Regions from separate parts of the Mus musculus genome. Here region 2 is linked to region 1. A link is a contact called in public promoter capture Hi-C data. All regions are on one chromosome and are shown on one strand. Each heading gives the region's core, a stretch centred on a gene start, on an enhancer-like site or on the middle of the called end of the contact. The rest is flanking DNA. Distances are from core to core; before and after follow the strand shown.

The links. Promoter capture Hi-C pulls out the DNA fragments that hold promoters and counts their contacts.
Region 2: a contact with region 1 is called in a promoter capture Hi-C map of neural stem cells. The contact joins the promoter of Gpr68 here to the enhancer-like site in region 1. A contact is called at or near these places in 2 of 39 promoter capture datasets (cranial neural crest and neural stem cells), 2 of 115 datasets of contacts at active chromatin or transcription factors (effector CD8 T cells and large pre-B cells) and 1 of 9 other capture datasets (embryonic stem cells).

Annotation. Positions count from the first base shown.
Region 1 is chr12:100,208,586-100,214,890 of GRCm38.p6, reverse strand. It overlaps Calm1 (calmodulin 1), which reads right to left. Exons shown (of 6, transcript NM_009790.5): 6 at 5,067-6,305. Among named protein-coding and RNA genes, the nearest start is that of Calm1, 12 kb to the right of the region's middle. Within about 2 kb of position 3,755, at least 129 of the 459 cell types and tissues checked have an H3K27ac peak or open chromatin away from gene starts, as enhancers often do. A contact at or near this core is called in neural stem cells, where this site is marked.
Region 2 is chr12:100,894,621-100,901,335 of GRCm38.p6, reverse strand. Gpr68 (G protein-coupled receptor 68) reads left to right here and starts at 1,956. Exons shown (of 3, transcript NM_001177674.2): 1 at 1,956-2,093. It overlaps Gm36572 (a long non-coding RNA gene), which reads right to left. Exons shown (of 5, transcript XR_381840.4): 1 at 5,785-6,715; 2 at 3,990-4,728; 3 at 1,619-2,915.

The DNA.
Region 1 (6,305 bases), core at 2,506-5,005:
AGAAGACAGGCAGTGAGACTCGAGCAGATGGCTTCACTTCCCATGGTGCTAGAGAAGTTTGGGATTCATCCAGTCACACTAGAGAATCATCACTTCAGGCTTGGAGCTATGAGCATCTCTCAAGAATTAGTCAATGTCTGATAGAACCACAGGAGTTACCAAAGAGAATGAGCAGAAAGAGGCTGGTCTCTGCCCAGGGGTGGGACATCTGAGCGAATGTTCCAGAGGAAGGAGAAGCCTAAACCCCAGCCTCTTCTAGGTTTAGGTGACTCTGTCATCCTCTGATAGTACCAAACCCTCACATGCCCCAAATGCTGCAGATATTACAGATGGACCCACTGAGAAAATGAGCCGGATGTTCCCAGGTCTCCCCTAGTGCCGGAGGCTCAGCAACTCTCTCCATAAGCTTGGCAGGGTATGTACCAGAATACTAAACTCTGGACACTTTCGCTATTATACCCCAAGAAACCAGATTAAACCAGAGCAGCTGTCGAACTGCCTCGTTCTTTCTATGGTGATTCACTCACAGTGTGTGGATGAGAGGATTTTCACACATCTTCCACGGGCGAGCTGTTGTGCCAGAAAATTCTACCATCTCGTTTACTCTCGTGGCCACCTTGAGAGGAAAATGTGTTCCCACTTCTCAGATGGACACACTAGAGCACAGAAACGGCACTGGCCAAAGTTTATATCTGTGGAGAAAGCAGGCCACAAATACAGACCTGTTTGTCTGCATATATATATGTAATTGTAATACTAAATACTTAATTCTTTTTTAAAACTGCATGAAGATTTTTTGATGGCCATGGTGTTGTTAACTTGATAGGATCTAGAAGCACATGGGAAATGGATGTCTGGGCATTCCTGTTGGGAATTGGCTTATGTTAAGTTGAAAGGCCACTATGGGTGGCACCAAACCCTAGGCTGGGACTTTGGACTGTGTAGATAGAGAAGGGGCATTGAGCCATAGCATACACTCACAGCTCTCTGTTTCTGACTGTGAATGCCCTATGTTTCAAGTTCCTAATCCCTTGGTTCCCTCACCATGAAGGACTGCACCCTTAAACTGTGAGCCAAAATAAATCCTTTCTCCCTTAAGTTGCTTCTGTCAAGGTATTTTATCATAGCAGCAAGGAAAGAAACTAAGGCATCCCCCAATATGTAAACTGTATCTCTGAATCTATATGGCCAAAAAAGATTCTGGAAGGAAAGACAAAGTAATCATGACTGTTTATAAGGTAGTGGGTGATTTGACATAGTTGGAAGGTAAGGTCTATTGTAGCCTGAGCTGGCCTCAAACTTGATATGAAGCCAGGGATAGCCTTGTACTCCTAAGTCTCTGTTTCTACCTCCCAACAGCTGTGATTATCAGAGTGTACTATCATATCTAGCTGATGTTACAGGTTTTACACAAGAGAATTTCTTCTGGACTCAGAAGAATGCTTTTAGAAAATAAGGAAGGATAACCTAGGGTTAAGTTCCTTGTCATTGGAAACAATCCAAAAAGTTTGAACACCATCAGATACGGACATTTGTGTTGGCAGGAGATTTGACTTAATAAGTACCTTTAGCTACAATGTCATTTGTGTGAATGGATGTGTCATGGCTCACATCTAAAAGTCAGAGGACAACCTCCAGAGGTCAAATCTCTCTGCCGTGATTTCCAGAAGCCAAACTCAGGTTGCCTGGTTCTACATGGCAGAGTCCTTTACCAGAGCCACTTCACCAGGCTCCTTCGTGTGTGTGTGTGTGTGTGTGTGTGTGTGTGTGTGTGTGTGTGTGTAGGGTCCTTCACAGACCATGGAGGTCCCTTGAGGTTACTGACTGGACTAAGCTCGTTGGCCAGCAACTCTAGGAATCTACCTGTCTCTGCCTTTCTTGGCTGTGATTATTGCATTGCTGTGCCCGGCTTTATACATGGGTGTCAGAAATCCAAACTCAACTCAGGCCCTCATACTTGGAATAAGTCATCTCTCTAACAGTACCTTTTATAATGTTCTTGGTTCACTTCAAGATTTTTTTTTTCTTTTTGATTTTTCAAGACAGGGTTTCGCTGTTTAGCCCCCGTTGTCCTGGAACTCATGCTGTAGAACAGGCTGGCCTTGAACTCACAGAAATCTGCCTGCCTGTGCCTCCTGAGTACACCCGCCACTGTATTTTATTTTTCATTATGTGTACATGGGGGTGTGTGAAGGGACACTGGAGCACATGACAGGGCTCTGGCAGGCCTTGCCCTCCTCCCCAGTTCCCTCTACCTGGATAAAAGCCTGTTGGCTTATCTATTCCTGCAGCTGGCCCCCAAGCTCTATTCCTTATTTGGCCACTTCCTCCTTCTGAGGCTGACTGCCAAGGTTCAGCAATCAACCCCCACCCTTTGGCTCACCTAATTAACATGCCCAGATAAAATTAAACACCTCATCCTAACGCAGGTTTCCCCCTTCTCCTTTAGTAACCGCCACTTGCCCTGTGCCATGGTAATCTCCTCTCTACCCAAAGGCAGTTCTTTGTCTGTTCCCTGCCTCTCTCCCTTGTTTCCTTCCCCTTCTTCCTTGATTTCTTCTATCTCCTGTCCTTGTCTCTTATTCCCTACCCTTTGCCTCTCTGGGGCAAATACATCTCCTTTGAGCTGAGAACTTGGTCTTGGGCATCCTGAGCAGAGACTTTTCCTTTCAGTGGGTATGTGCATCCATGTGCAGACACACTGGGTCCCCACAGCTGTGCTGATGTGGGTGTTGAGAACCAAACTCAGGTCCTTGGCAAGAGCAATGTGTGTTCTTAACAGGTATTTCTCCTGCAGTCGCACTGGTCATTGTTTTGTGTTCCAACAGGTTCCACTGTAGCCCAGGCTGTCCTCAAACTATATGTGTGGCTTGCAACTCCTGAGCTTCCTGCCTCTGCCTTCTGTGTGCGGCCATTGCTGACACGTGCCACCGTGTCACAATACAGTGTGGATCCTTTACAGGGCCTCCTCATACAAGTCAAGCATGTGTTCCACCATGCTATATATTTCCCCCAATTCCTTTTAATAATAATAATAATCAATCTGACTTATTACTAAATGAGTAACTACAGAGAAATATTGCAGTTTAATGAGTATACTAAAACTTATAAAGGGAAAGAATATTAGTTTAAAGTCAAACTCTGCATGTTTCTACAAAACCCAGACAGATTACATTCTAATAAAATCCTTGAGAACTCATGGGGGCAGGGGGAGGGGCTGTGAGATGGCTAAACTGATAAAGGTACTTGCTGGGGAAGCTTGGCAAAGTTTCCAAACCTGGAGCTCACACAGAGAAAGAGAAAACCAACCCCATAGATTGTCCTCTGATCTCTACTTGTATGCACTGTATGCATGTGCATCTACACACACACACACACACACACACACACACACACACACACACAAAATCATGCATATGCATGTGCACGTGCATATACAAACACACAGATATAAATAAAACTGTTAAGGGTCATCAAAGGAGACGAGGTTTTCTCTTTGGTCCTTGTAAGCCTGGTGATAAAATGTTAAGATGCTGAGATACTCTGGGAAAGAGTCAATTCACACTCAGCCCAAAGGCTGCTGACACATACAGCGAGCCATGCTTATGAGGGGGACTGGCCTCCTCCCACCCGCAGCCCCAAGTTCAGACTGTCAAGATTGGGAAACTGGCCAAACCAGCCTCGGAACTATGCAGTTCAGTTTTGGGGTGTGGCTCTGCCGCATGAGCTGGCTCTCCCCACTCTGCCAGGCAGTGAGTGGAGGGCAGTCAAAGGAAAGCAGCAACTATAAAAAGCTTTGCTTTCTCCCCTTCTAAGACATCCTGAGTCACTGGGTGCCCAAGACAGTTCTCTTCAGATCGGTCATGTGTATGTGCTTGGGTTTTTTGTTGTTTCCCTGCTAGAGCCACTGACAAACCAAATGCAGGGTCAGTTGGACCCAGCCTCTTACAGGCTCAGTGGTGGCCCCGGTTCTGTTCTGGGAGAATGGAAGTCTCTTCTCCACTTTCCCAACCTTTCATAGTCCTAACGGTAAGCTTACCCTCCATTCTACCCACCCAGATGGAGCTACTGAGAATGCTGAAGTCCCATTGTCATTTCAAAGGACACAGCAATTCCTATGGGACTTCTTATTCTTTAGGCTTCAATTTCGATTGATTTAGACACCAAGCAATGATGCCAAACCAGCTTTGGGCAGAATCCCTGAAAGCCACAGACACGGGTTCTGGTCTAATCTTATTTTCAGGCCAAGACGGTAGGGAACCTGCCCGACGCTACCCAGGGACAAATCTGAGCACAGCCCTAAAATCCCAGGTGGACCTCTGCTGTAGTTTGTGTGCACGAGAGGGCCTCTAAGGATACAGCTTTCTTCTAGCCAAGTAGGGGCTCATTCTGATCCCCAACACCCCTCCCCCTTCTAGTCCTCCCTGCATTCTGCAAGAATAGGAAAGTTAACAAGGGGAAGAGGGGGTTTGGATAAAATCTCTCTGAAGGTACAGTAAGTACAGGAACTGTGTCGCTGCAGATGTTCTTGAATTTCTAGTCCTCCTACCTCTACCTCTCCAACGTTCAGAGTGTCGAGCTTACACACGTGCGTCATCACATCCAGCTTAGGATGTCCGGTGCCAAGTGTAACACCTAGGCTTCGTGTATGGTGAACAAGAACTCTACCAACTGAACTACACCTCCATCCTGCCACCTGAAATGTCCATTTCTTTAGTTTCTTTTTATGTTTGTTTGTTCTGAGTTTCCATATGCAGCCTTAGCTGACTTGGAACTCCAGTAAGACCAGCTGGCCTTAAACTCAAGAGATCCATTTGTCTCTGCTTTACCACAGCCAGCTTAAAAATACATTTCTCAAAGTCAAGGTGGTATTGGAGATTGGGTAACCTCCAAACTACTTAATGCTAGAATAGACTACATAGGCCCTCTGTTGCCCCTGCTATCTCCAGCTCCACACTCTCACCTGCTAGATAGATAGGTCCTGGGGATTCTACTTGAGGGCAGGAAGGTTTGTCTCGTATACCGCAAAGGGAACTGGAAGCTATAAGAGCTAAAAACCTACACAGTTCACAGTTAAGAGATGAAAGGCTGCAGAAATGTTTATTGAATACAGTGCCAGGTTTATAAATAAAACTTATTTACAATTTCCATAGAGTTGGTCCCCCGTCAGAGAGGTGGTTAAATCTCCAAAACAGTTTATCTCAAGATTTACACAACGTCCAAGTACAACTCTTTGTCAAACAGCCACAGTGAAGGGTGACTTCGGTAACAGAAGGACCACCACCATCCTTGCTATAGGTGTTTTAATGAACATCGTCGATATAGGGGAGGAGCACACATCCCTGATTTCTTACTCAAAGGGATAGATGGCAAATAATCTGACTTCTACCGGACAACTTCAAGGGGTATTGAAAAAAATTAAGTAGGTGACCGCCAGCTGAGTGGGTCAGTTGGGACACATCAGTGTAACTCTGGTCGCTGCCAAAGAGAAATACACATAGGACACACAATAAATCATTCAAATGATTAAGATAACTGAACTAAGAGTTGACTTGACCAAATTTACAGTCTTCATTCAAGAAGAAGTTCCCAGGATGCTGAGGGGCGAATGATAGATGCTATTCCTCTTGTGTGACATAACACTAGGCCTACCGGGCAGCCATTCCTTACAATATAGTTACAAGTTGGACATGCACTTATAAAGAGAATATAAAAATATGTACAATAGCTCATCTTCAATGTGTTTAAGTTGCTCAAAGACACCAATTAAAGTGTGCAAAAATTTGTCAAAAAATCAGAAAAAGCCTTCCCTGGCAACAGTACATTAAAGCCCATCTGAACTATCAAGATGTTTGCCTTGTTCAACAGCTCCCCCCAACAGACAGAAAACACACTATGTAGAGGTGTGCCAAGGGCTCAGCAGTTTCTTAGGGCAAGTCTCAGGCTAAAGCAGGATGCCAGTTAACTAGTCACTTTATATATATATATTTATATAAATATATGTATATATTTATAGAGTAGTTATAAGTGAGGGACAGTTTACAGGAAAGTGTTATCTGACCTCAGGGGTACTGCCTTGACACCCCACTCTTTCTATCTCACGAACTCAAACTGCCAACACCAAGCCCTGGGCTGCCTGTGCCCCAGGATGCCAGAAGGCTGAAGTGGGGGGGGGGGGGACGACTCTGCCTCCTACAGTTCCAAACCCCAGCTTCACATTCCTCGGAGGTTAGGGTTTCTGGTTCTCATGCAGGATTCCTAGTTACACAAGAATCCTGTTTTGGAGGTAAGCTTTTAGGACAGGC
Region 2 (6,715 bases), core at 707-3,206, 690 kb before region 1:
TCACAAAATGGTAAAAGACTGAGCGAAGGTCACCCTGTCAGTATGAAGGGCTGGAATTTAAAGCCAGGTGCTCTGGCTTTCTAACCCGAACTCTTAGCTATATTCAGAATGACAATTTAAACAAAAAGAAAGGCAGGGGTGGAGGAATCGGGGAGGGGGGGTGGTGTGGGGAGGTGGAGGTGAAGTGGTGTGTGTGTGTGGGTGGGGAGGTGACAGACATGTAGGTAATCCCTGGGGCTCTCTAGCCAACCAGTCTAGAAGGTGGTGAGCTTTGAACTCAGGGAAAGACCTTGTCTCAAAAAACCAGGCGGGGTGCCCTCCACACACAGAAGTACATGCATGTATGCACACCACACACAAGATTTACAACGTTCACTACACTCACACATACGAATACAAATTAGGAAAAAAAAAAAACAACGATGAACATTTTCAGGCACAGATAGTTTATTCTGGAAAATTCCATTTGTGAACATTTTTCAAAAAGGAGGGACTTCACAATGGGAACCAGAGAGCAGGCTGAGCCAGTCTCTGTCAGCACCAGAAGAGAAACACCCCCCACCCCACCCCCGCTATTTTGGCTGCTCTTGTACCTTCTGCCTTCTGTGAAAAGTCCCACCTAGAGCAGTAGTTCTCAGCCTGTGTGTCTCCACCCCTATAGGATTGAGTGACCTTTTCACAGGGGTCATCTCAGACCATTGGGGAAAACACAGATATTTACATTATGATTCGTACAGTCGCAAAATTACAGTCATGAAGTATCAATGAAAATAATTTTATGATTGGGGGGTAGGTCACAGCATTAGGAAGGTTGAGAACTACTGACCTAAAGACTACATCCTAGCACCCTGAGCTACCCAAAGGGCTTGGCAGCCACTGACATAGATCTACTCTGTCCCTCTCTAGTCTACACCTCGGTTTGCACTCCATCTCTACCCTGTCTCCCTGTCTCAGACTTGAGCTTTGCAGACCCCCCACCAACCGGTTCAGACATTTATTTCATAGATTCAAGCATGGGTCTCGCAGACAGGCAACTGCATGCCAGCAATCCTACCAGGCAGTGTGAAGACCTCTGGGAAGTGTATCAGTGAAGTCACCAGCCCAAACTGGGAAAGTTCAGAAAATGAGAGGCAGAGGCAAAGGGTCTTGGGGGTGGGGGGTGGGGGGCGGGGGGTGGGGGTGGGGGTAAGACCCACAGGAGCCCAGGTATGCACTTGTGAGAGACCTAGATACAAGGTGGCATAGGGTGGGATGTAGATTTGAATCTCAAAGGCTTCATTAAGTAAGTGGGTGGCCTCGGGCAAGCTATTTGTCCTCTCGTGCCTCAATTTCTCTCCATTATAAATGGGAAAAATAGTAGCACTTGCCTCGTAGAGTTAATCAAATCAACACGTTTAGGTGCGTATAACAAGGCAAACTGTGACTATTTGCTATTAGTGTTTAGGGCAGTATGTAGGGCAGAGGACAGTAAGTTTTCCTTGATGTTTCCATAAAACCAGAGAAGGTCATTCATTATGTCCTTGACTATACCCGCTGGCTCTGGGACAGGGTCTGGGATCCAGAGGCTAAGCCCCAAGCTTCCAGCAGGTAGAGAAAGGCCCAGAACTGTGACACCCACCTCATTTAATGAGTGGATACGTTAGAGACCGAAGATGAACGCAGAAAGGCTCTCTACCTTCCTCCCAGCTTCCCACGTTGGGTTTCAGCGTCCCTGGGAGCGCCTGTGGCTGAAGAAGTCCCCTAGTGCTTCAGCAGCTTGGCTTCTTCCGCAGAGCCAGTCTCTAGGTCAGGATGCTAGCAGGGAGGGGGATGGGGGTGCTGCACCTCCGGGACCGGCGAGCGCTCAGGCCACCTCGGCCCTTCTAGCAGGCGCCTCATCTGTGGCTTGCGGTCAGTGTGAGCTGCAGGGCGTGGACCGACAGGTCTGGCTGTGCCTGACTAGGGTTGGGAGCGGGAGGAATCTCGCACAACGTGGCCCAGAGTGGCTAGGAGAAAGGGACCTGCGTGCCTTGCAGGAGTCCCCAGCCTTTCCAGGAGGCGCACGCACTGCACCAGAGGACATCAGGCCCGCGTCCCAGACTGTCGCTGCACAGGTATGTGTTCCCGCGAGCCAGGCTCCTTCCTTTTGCCATGGTTACTGGTCGCTGGCTTACCAGGGTCGGGAGAAGCGAGGTCTGCTGGGTTCTGAGTCCTGCTCCGGAGCGCAGGGTCGGGTGTGCTTGCGCTCCGGGCCGGCCAGCAAAGGATGCGGGAGCGGCGGCACAAGAGGCGGGCACACCCCCAAACACCACCGTATGCGTGCGGTGAACCCGCAGAATTGACTGTGACCGAAGTCAGCAGGGAATGTCTGCCCTGGAGCGCCAGCGCCCCGGGTCCCTCTCCTGGGTCCAGTGTCTCTTTATGTGGTCGCCACTGGGTTTAGCAGCCGCCCCCGCGGCTGGCTCCGTGGCCACCTGGTAATTTCTTCACCCTCAAAAAAAAGTATGAGACCTCTAACCCTTCATTTACCCAGTTCTGGTGATCTAAAGATTGCATTGGGGTCCTTTTCTATTCACACTCGAGTCTTCGTGGCCCTTCTTCCAACAGGCTCAGAGCTCAAACGCTGAGACCCAAACAATTCTCATGTCCTTACCTTCTGCTCTGGGGGGTAGGGCGGGGAGGGGAGGTTGGGTGGAGCTGGCCCACTGCCAGTCAGCAGGAGCAATAATAACACTTGCTGGTCTGAACGCTTAAATCCCCTCTGGGAATCAAATGTCCGGGAGAAAAAGCTGTGTCCCAGGTCTGGATGAAGGAACAGGTGGACGAAAGCGTGACAGGCGCTAAGGCAGCAAGCCTTCTGGGGTTCAGCACTGGTTTGGTGCCAATGTGCCAGAGGCCTTGGGCATGTCTTGCTGTGAGGGGGTTGGGAAGGATACCTGTGGGTAGATGAATCAACCCTAGAGTTTAATGAGGTGGCATGTGGCAGTCGCTTGCCCTCCCATCTGACACAAATCATATAGTCAAGGCTACGACCTGCTTCATTCTTTTGGCCCCCTGCCTGCATCTCCACCTCTCAACCCAGAGGGAGAGGGGAATTTCCTGAGCTCAGTGGGCTGGGCCGGCTGTATAGGGACCTCTTTCAGTTCCCTGGCCAGTTCCAGAACTTCATGGCTCATTTAAAGCCACTTCTGTTCATTAGAGTTTGGGGCTCCTCTTCCTCTTTTTTTTTTTAAATTTGTTTCTTCACCCTTTCTCTCCTTTCTACTCCCCAGGGGGCTACATGCACGCCATGTGCATTGCTGGTCCGAATGCCCTCCTTTCAAACTTCAGTTGACCCTTCTAAGAAAAGAGACTTGCCTCTAGAGCTCACTCTCTAGTGTAGCGATGAGACCACACACAGGCAAAGCTTGCACCTCCACATAGATGCCAACTCTGAGAATTCCCCTCCCCACCCTCTCTCTGCTGCAGCTTCTTGTTGAAAGGCACACAAAAGGAAGAGATTTATCGGACAGGGACTAGAGTCAGAAGGACTGTTAAGCTGAGATCTCCAGGGGCTTAGCATCCAAATTCCTGTTTCAGCTGGTGGACCCCAGCCAATGTACTTTCCCTCTCTGAACCTTCATATATTGCAGGGAAATAGAGATGACAATACTTACTTGATAGAGTGAATAAAAATAAATAAAATTAAATAACCCTGCAAATGAGTCCAGTACATGGTAGACCCTAAAGTGTTTTGGGAGATAAGAATACTAATGTTCCCACTAGCCACTGTGGCAGAGCAAACCACTTTAAATGTGTGAGCTCCAGCTAGGAGCAGTTGATGGCTTCTGTGGGAGGAAGACTCAGTCTTCTTTAAGGGGGTGACCCATGCGTGATAGGTCAACTCTGATCCACACATAGAAGTGGGGCTCATACTATTCCTATAGATCTGAATGGCTCCTTTTTTTCCCTGGGGAGTAAGCAACAACGTGTGGAATAAATCCAAATCCCGGAAGAGTTAAAATGTATACCTCTGGGTGGCCGAAGAATCAGAATAACTGTTGATAGGGGATAGCAAGATTGAAGAAGGTTGAATTCAAATCCTTCATCAGTTGACAGTATAGTAGTCCCTGCAGCTAATGCTGGAAGACACAGGAGTAAAGGGCAGCTTCAATAAGACAGCACAAATTGCATTCAATAGGGCACAGAGAAATGAGGGCAGGAACCTGGAGGAGAGATAGGTAGGTGGAGATGGATCTGGAAGGAGTTGGGGAAGGGGAAAATGGAGGTGAATGTGATCAGAGTAACTTGTGTTAAATTCTCAAAGAACTGATAGAAAGTATTATATGTCTCTAAATAAACAAGACAAGCAAGCAAACAAACAACCAACAACAAATAAGGCTCAGAACACTTGTTTATGTTGCTCAAAAAGACTGTTAGGAAGGGCTTAGTTTAGAGCCATGGGTGCTCTCTGCTTGTGAATCAGACAGATGGCCCATCTGTCATTGGATCACACACTTATATAGCAGGAGTCTTGTCCCAGCTGTCAATTGGAAGTTCACCCGGGGCTGTAACTTCTTGTCTTGGTTGGCGAGTGCCCTCCAGTTTAGCACCTAAATTGCAACAGCAACTCTCTGCAGAGATAAGGAGTGGGAGCTGTCCATTCCTTCAGGCTGCACTCGGAAGCTGGAACAATACTGTTTCCACTTAATTCTACTGGTCAGGCTATCACAGAGCCCACCAGGACCTGGGAGGAGGGCCTTCTACTCCCTGCAAGACAAATATGGGATAGATTGCAGACATCTTAGAATCATCACAATGTGGATGTCTCCCCTCCTCTCCCCTTCCTTTCCTTTTCCTTCCCTTCCCTTTTCTTCCTTCTCCCCTTCCCTTCCCATTTCCTACTTCTTCCCTACCCCCTCCCCTCTGCCTTTTCACAGTCTAATGTAGCCCAGGCTAGCCTCAAACTAGCTGTGTGATTGAGGATAACCTCGGGCTTCTGCTCCTCTTGTCTTATCTTCCCAGCACTGGGATTACGGGTACATGACACCATGCCTGGTTTTATGAAGTGCTAAGTACTGAACCCAGGGCTTTGCATGCGCTAGGCATGCTTTCTACCAACCGAATCAAATTTCCAGCACCCCCCCCCCCCCTTTCCTTCCCTTTGAATGCCATGCGTTAGTTCATCCTGGGCAAAGATGAAGGGTGAGGACCAGCAGTGATGTGCTTTTCCATGCCAAAGACGTTATTAGATTGAGCATCTCTGGTCCCCAGTCAGAGATAAGGGAGAAAGCATCCTAGGTGATAGTTCTCCCAGCATCCATTTCTCAGGATATCTCTAAGGCATTAGCCCCCACCTCTGGCAACCTCATGACTTCAAAACCAAGAGGAAGAAGCTAAAGAAAGAGTAATTTGGATTTGGGAAAAGAGAATTTAGCAGGAGGCCTGCCCTAGGTCAAATGTAGTGAGCATCTATGCAGCACCCAGAAGTCTGTTTGCTTTCAGGAGGTTTCTGTGTGTGCTTGGATGACTGTTGTCATACATTATTGGATCACTAATTGACGAGATAGAGCTCTCAGAGTGGGTAGGCAGGAAGTGTAAGGGAGAGTGCAGCCGACTTGGGTTGCCATGGCAACCTAAAGGCCTGGGGTTACTCTGGCCTGAAGCAAAAAGGATGCTCAGACAGCTTCCACCCCCTCAGACCACAAAGCCTCCTGGCTTGATGTCTCTGGCTGGGCTATAGGTTTCCATTGTGATGCATGTTCACCCAGAGCCAACTACCCAACACCTTTAGAAAAAAACAAAACAAAAAGCCAAAAAACTCACCCTCTTCCTGTTCTCTCATCCACAGCCTGTCTGTCTCCCTGAGTTTGTCAACTTCTGGCTTCAGTTTCAGCCACACCAGACTTCAAACAGGCTGCAGAAGATATGAGTGTTGAGTCGCTCATTCGCTCTAACACTTGAAGTAGCTAGTGTACATTTTTCTTAGTAGAGGGCAAAATGGACCCAGGTCCTCTATCACAGAGCTAGCTGTGTAACAGGTGAAGTGGGAGGCTGAGAATATAAGTCAGAGGTCAGTGGGTTGAGATAATGAAGAAGGGTGTGGGCATCCAGAAGTCACCATGCACCACAGGGTTGCAGCCTGTGAAAAAAATCCAGTGTCTAGCTCAAGGCACGCAAGCACATCCTGTGTCCCCTCACTTTGCGCTCACCTGACATTGGAACCCCGTTACACCTCTTTCTGTATGAGGTGCCCTAGACTAGCTCTCACAGTCATAATGTGAGGACAGGTTCACCTTTTAGAATTGCAGGTCAGTCCTCGAGGGAAGGACAAAGAAGTCTCAGGGAAAGATGGTGTAGGAGTGGAAGGGAGATTGGTTTGCTCTCTGGGCTCAGGAAGGGCTGCATAGAGGAACTGGTATCACAGCTGGGCCGGAAAATTTAGGTATGTGTCATAACCACCCAGAGGGATTGCTGAAAACACAGCCTCCCAGATTCATTCCCATGTGTGTGTGTGTGTGTGTGCGTGTGCGTGTGCGTGTGTGTGTGTGTGTGTGTGTGTGTGTGTGTGTGTGTGTGTATGTTAAGCCAGGGTAGAGCTGGAGTTACAGGTGGTGAGGAACAAAGACTCCCCACTTATAAGCATAAGTGCTGTCAATGCAGAGTGTTTAATAAAAGCGAGGCAGCTTATATTGAATATTACAGCCTTGTAATGCTGAGCACCAACCTAAAGAAGTGGCCAGTGCACCAATTGAGG